Regions from separate parts of the Rattus norvegicus genome. Here region 2 is linked to region 1. A link is a contact called in public Hi-C data. All regions are on one chromosome and are shown on one strand. Each heading gives the region's core, a stretch centred on a gene start, on an enhancer-like site or on the middle of the called end of the contact. The rest is flanking DNA. Distances are from core to core; before and after follow the strand shown. Region 1 overlaps Fyb2 (FYN binding protein 2). Region 2 holds the start of Prkaa2 (protein kinase AMP-activated catalytic subunit alpha 2).

Evidence for each region. Hi-C and Micro-C count contacts between places; a contact is called where the count stands out from the background.
Region 2: a contact with region 1 is called in a Hi-C map of liver, with 2.8 times the contacts expected there. The contact joins the promoter of Prkaa2 here to the enhancer-like site in region 1. A contact is called at or near these places in 6 of 12 Hi-C or Micro-C datasets (Schwann cells, hepatocytes, kidney and 3 more).

What each region holds. Positions count from the first base shown.
Region 1 is chr5:125,029,492-125,032,191 of GRCr8, reverse strand. Fyb2 (FYN binding protein 2) reads right to left here. Exons shown (of 20, transcript XM_063261317.1): 20 at 2,325-2,700. Among named protein-coding and RNA genes, the nearest start is that of Sumo2l1, 67 kb to the right of the region's middle. Within about 2 kb of position 1,446, at least 1 of the 93 cell types and tissues checked has an H3K27ac peak or open chromatin away from gene starts, as enhancers often do. A contact at or near this core is called in liver, where this site is marked.
Region 2 is chr5:125,106,903-125,109,602 of GRCr8, reverse strand. It overlaps Prkaa2 (protein kinase AMP-activated catalytic subunit alpha 2), which reads left to right and starts at 1,279. Exons shown (of 9, transcript NM_023991.1): 1 at 1,279-1,379. The coding sequence starts at 1,286.

The DNA.
Region 1 (2,700 bases), core at 197-2,696:
TGCGTGGCCCAGGGAGTGGCACTTGAGAGGTGTGGCCTTGTTGGAGTAGGTGTGTCACTGTGGGTATGGGCTTTAATACCCTCATCTTAGCTGCCTGGGAGCAAGTATTCTGCTAGCAGCCTTCAGATGAATATGTAGACTCTCAGCTCTGCCTGCACCATGGCTGCCTGGATGCTGTCATGTTCCGACCTTGATGATAATAGACTGACCCTCTGAACCTATAAGCCAACCCCCATTAAATGTTGTCTTTTATGAGACTTGCCTTGGTCATGGTGTCTGTTCACAGCAGTTAAACCCTAACTAAGACACATAGTGAGTTAATGTACAAAATTGCGACTAGTTTTACACATATAGACACACAGACACACACACACACACACTACTAAAATATTGATAAAACCAAAAATACAACACAAAAATACACAGAATAAAAATATGTACAAACCAATAAAGCAAAACAAACAGGAGGAGGATAGCTCTTATCCTTTCTGGTCTGGAAAATGTTTCAGTCTGTATTTGGGTCATAGCTGAGGGTTGTGTGCTTTGTTGCCAACACTGTGCCTGCATGAAATTCAGCTGTGGAGCCCAGATGACAGGTGCTTACTCACACGTGGGGTGGCTGTGGTGATCTGGACTTGCTTAGGTGATAGCAGGACTTTGGGTGTGGCTAAAGCTTTGGGTGTTAGGGACTAGAGGAAGCCTTGGCAGCATAAGCTGACCTCCAGGGTGACTGACAAGCACCAAAGCCTTGAGGAATGTGCACAGACTGCTAGAGTGATACTGGCAAAACCATGGGATGCTCATGGCAACTCTGATCTGATGAGTGTGACCACCACCTATAGCTGTGCTCTTCCCATTGTAAAGAGATTTTCAAAATATAGCATAGGTTCTGTTATGTGTTTATTATGATTGGGTTCAAAAAGTCTTGAAATTTCTCTCTCTTTTATAAAAATGACCCACTCATTGTTCAATAATGTGTTGTTCTATTTTCATGAAAACTACTCTAATTTTTCTGCTATAGAATTCTAGTTGTTCTTTTTAAAGATTTGATAGGACTTGCTTTGTAAAACTGTGGTCTATTTTTAGGCTGCTGAAAATAATGTGCACTCTGTGGGGGAAATATTATGCAGATGTCTGTCCCACACATTTGAAGGTTACTTGCTTATGTGTCTGGGTGAGAGCAGGGTGTTGAAGTCACCTGCCAGTATTTCTATATGGAGATCAGTCTATGTCTTTATATCCAGCTGGGTCAGTCTAATGAAATTAGGTGCACTGGTATTGTTGAGTATATGTTTAGATTTGTTCCTGGAATCAAAAAGAAGTGACATTGATTGCCTCCTGTGCCTGGCTTCCGTTTGAGTCTAACGGGTCAGACACAGTAGAGCTGTGCCTGCTTGTTCCGTTTACTTGTGCTGATATGTTAAGACTGCATTTGTCCTTTGCCCCTTGGAGTTCACTTCCAAACACAACAAACAGATGAGCTACTGGCACACAAACAACCTACTGGGCTCATCTAGTGTTCTTCTCTGTATGTGTGCTTAGGGTTGAATCCTAGCAGGGAGCGTATTCCTATAGGAGAGAGTTCCTCTCTTGGCAGCCACTGATTGCCTATAGCTCTTCATCTAAGTGTGGGAGCCTTGTGAAATTTCCCTTAGTGAATATTGCAAAGAAGCCTTTTTTGTCTCTGTAATCTGTAACCCCATTAACCTTGAGCCCCCCAAACATTGGCATTTTCTTTTAGCTCAATCCTTGATTGGGTCCCCAGTCTTTAGAGGAAGTCTTCCAAGCAGCACTGCCGGTCAGACTCTGTGCATACTATTTGCCTGAACTTCTCGACAGTCTCCAGAAAGACTATTGATTTTTCTAGTTTCTGCCTTTCTTTCAGACCAAGCTTTGTAACACCTTTCTTAATCCTTAAGCTATTCCATTTATAATGTGATTAGTCTTTCTATTTGTGGTAATGTACCTGTTTATTCTATAAACTTAGAACTCTGTAAATACCTTTGATTCATCTGATTTAGGATGAAATGGCCTTTATGGCAGGTGCCATTGGGACCATGTAAAGGAAGATAGGAGACTAGGGAAGCCTACAAAGTAGATTCAAAGGAGGAAGAATGGGTCTGTCAGGGAAAAGCTCTCTTCATCCCTTCTGCTAAAGCACAATTCTTCCTTCATGTGCAAGGCTATGCCACCTGAATGCAGGTGTCCTGGAGAGCTGAGCATGGTATGCCAACTCCCAGAGTTACAGATACAGTGACTACTGCATGTGGGTGCTGGGAACTGAACTGGAGTCCTCTAGAAGATTAGGAAATGAACTTCAAATGTAGTAGTTGAAAGCATATGCAGACTTTATTAACATACAGTGCATATCAGGTAGAACCAGAATGTTATTTACAACTCTGCAATTTCTATTTACTGTTACGTAAAGGAAATACATTTGGATGTGTTTTAGCCACAGAGACTAATCATTTCCACCGTTTTAACATGGTACAACATGTATATATTTTATATATCTTCACAGTTTTGTTAAATATACTTAAACACAAATGATAGTTCTGGTTGAGTCCAGAAAAGAATCCACTACCCCCACCCCCTGCAGCGAACTGTTCCCTTCATCAGTCCTCGTCTTCTAGTCTTTTGCTTTGGTTAAGAAACAAATCAGGTGATGGTGGCTCAGGTGGTGGTGTCATGGTCATGTAA
Region 2 (2,700 bases), core at 30-2,529, 78 kb before region 1:
GCTCCTGGCTACAGTGGATATGCTGGTTTGTCATTTGTCAAATTGACACAAGCTAGGGTTATTTGAAAGGAGGGAACCTCAATTGAGAAAATGCCTCCATAAGATGTAAGCTGTAAGACATTTTCTTAATTAGTGATCAATGGCCCATTGTAGGTAGTGCCATCTTTGGGCTGGTGGTCCTGGGTTCTGTAGAAAACCAGGCTGTACCAGCCCTGATGAGCCAGCCAGTAAGCAGCACCCTCCCGGTGCTAACCCCCCATGGCCTCTGCATCGGGACTGCCTCCAGGTTCCATGTACTGTTTGAGTTCCCATCCTGACTTCCTTCAGAGATGAACAGTGCTGTGGAAGTGTAACAATAATACCTGTCCTCCCCAACTTGTTTTTTGGCTATGGTGTTTTATCACAATGAAAAAAAACCTTAACTAACACAACGAAGAAGGCTTATTGTAGATAAACGAACGTACAGGCAGAAGCAGGGACGTTTAGGAGAGTCCAGGGTGAACATGGGCAGACTGAGCAGGGCTATGTGAGGAGAGAGGGGGAGTGGGAGCAAGAGAGGAGCCAGGCCTAGAGGGGTGGGTGGTCTGGGCTGAGAGATTAGCACAGCCAAAATGGCTGAATAATCTAGGGACCAGGGGACCTGAGGGAAGGGGCTGGAGTCCCTGGGCTGGAGAGTTCGGGGTAGGAGTCGAGGTATGGCAGGCAGGAGGACCCTATCCCAGTTAGGGACTGAGGGATGCTGAGAGAACCTGGCAGCCAGCGTCATCTTTGATATGTTAATGATAGGCGTCTCCTTGGGCAGTTTGTCCAGGGTTTCGACCTAACAATAACGTGACAAGGAACTACAAAATAAGCGTGAGTTCTAAAACAATGGGGTCGCTATCTGAGGAGGGTACGGACTAGAGCGTTCCCAGTCAAATAAACCTTGCCTGGGGGGAGCGTGCCAGGGGCTAGGGAAGGGCCGCCCTCCCCGCCTGGTCCTGCTGTCCTGAGGCACGTCTCATGGTCTGCACCCCCTCACCCCCACTTCTCTTCAGATTCTCCTTTCACCTCGGTCGCTCTCAGACTCATCCCTTCCATCTTCACCGCCGTGGGCTTTCCTCAGGACGCTTCGGGCTCTGCGCCTCCAGCTCGCGTCCACACACGCCGAGCCGCGCTCACCCTACCGCGCCCCAGGCGTCCCCGTCCCGCCCCCCGGGCCCGCTGCACTGTGGGTAGGCGGTGGCGGCGGCGGCAGCGGCGGCGGCGCTTAGAGCCCGCGGCCCGGGGAGGCCGCGCGCCGAACATGGCTGAGAAGCAGAAGCACGACGGGCGTGTGAAGATCGGACACTACGTGCTGGGGGACACCCTGGGCGTCGGCACCTTCGGCAAAGTGAAGAGTGAGTGCAGCGGCGCGGGCGCGGGGCCGGGTGGCAGGTGGAGCGCTCGCAGGCGAGCCCGGGGCACAGGCACCTGGCGCGGCAGCCGGGGCGTGGGTCAGGGGGACCCACGGTCTGAGCTGTGCCTTGGCGGGGGTGTCTGCGAGCACCCTGTCTTTTCTCTACCCGTCAGCTCACTTGTCTGCAGAATTGGGCGACTGGCCCAGTCCAAAGGGCCCCGAAGCGTGGGGAGGATGGGGTAGTCACGGCGCCGCGGATTGGGAGTGGGTCTCCCACTGGTGCCAAGCGCTCTGCCTGGAGCAGCATCTGTGGTCTCACTTAATCCTTTACGTGGCGTAGCCAGGGTGCGGTCCTCACCTTAAAGGTGAGAGAACGCGAGCTCCGAGGCTTCAGCGGCACGCCCAAGGTCACAGAGAATTGGCAGATTCAGGGTGAGGTCTAAAATGTCCTCCAATTTTGGCCTTGCCGATAAGGCCCCTGGCTTCCCCAGATTCTTCCCTGTCCCAGGCCTTTGATGGTGGAGTTGACTAGGGGCATGCCTAGAGCTGAGAGGTGGCGAGTCCCCTCTGCTGGGTGTGTGAAAACGCTGGAATGCAGCTGGTTGGGCAGAGGCTTTAGGGGAACCCCAGCTCTGCAGGTTGATTGGTGTGTGTAAATTGGTTCTAGGAAGACTTCTGGGGTCAGGGTCTGGGAAAAATGTTCCTTGGTAATGGAATTTGGGTCCCCAAGATGTCAGACTTGCTTAGGCAAGGCGTTTGTTTGATGGCAAATTGTGGGTTTTGGGGGGAAAAAAAAACAGGTTGCTTTTGAAATTTCAACTCCACTTACTAGTTAAGTATTAAACTTTGCTTTGTTTTCTTATTAGTTAATAAGAGTCACATGGGTTTGGTTTGATTACCAGCTCTTGTTAAGAAGATACTTGGTAGCGAGTTGAGAATTAAAAGTGAAACGTTAGCTTTTTTTGTTGAATAAATAGTGGGTAAGCAGTCTGGGAATTTTATGCTAAGGCATATTTTTCACATTTTAACCTCCAGTGAAGACTTGAATAGAAGGCAGGGACTCATCATTCCTGCGAGGATTAACTCCTCTCGGTCTATCTAATACCCATTTGTACAATGAGAAACACTGCTTATTGAATGCTCTTACCACATGCGAGTTACTGTTCCAGGCAACAGAGTTCTAGGAAAGCAAAACCTGAGCTTTCTTGGGACTTTTCCGAGAGGGAAATGCAATCAGAATACACGTGAAAAATGTATGCTCCCTCCTACTGAGAAAGGCAACTAGGGGAAGAAAGGATGGGGACTTTAGTTAGGCAGATTAT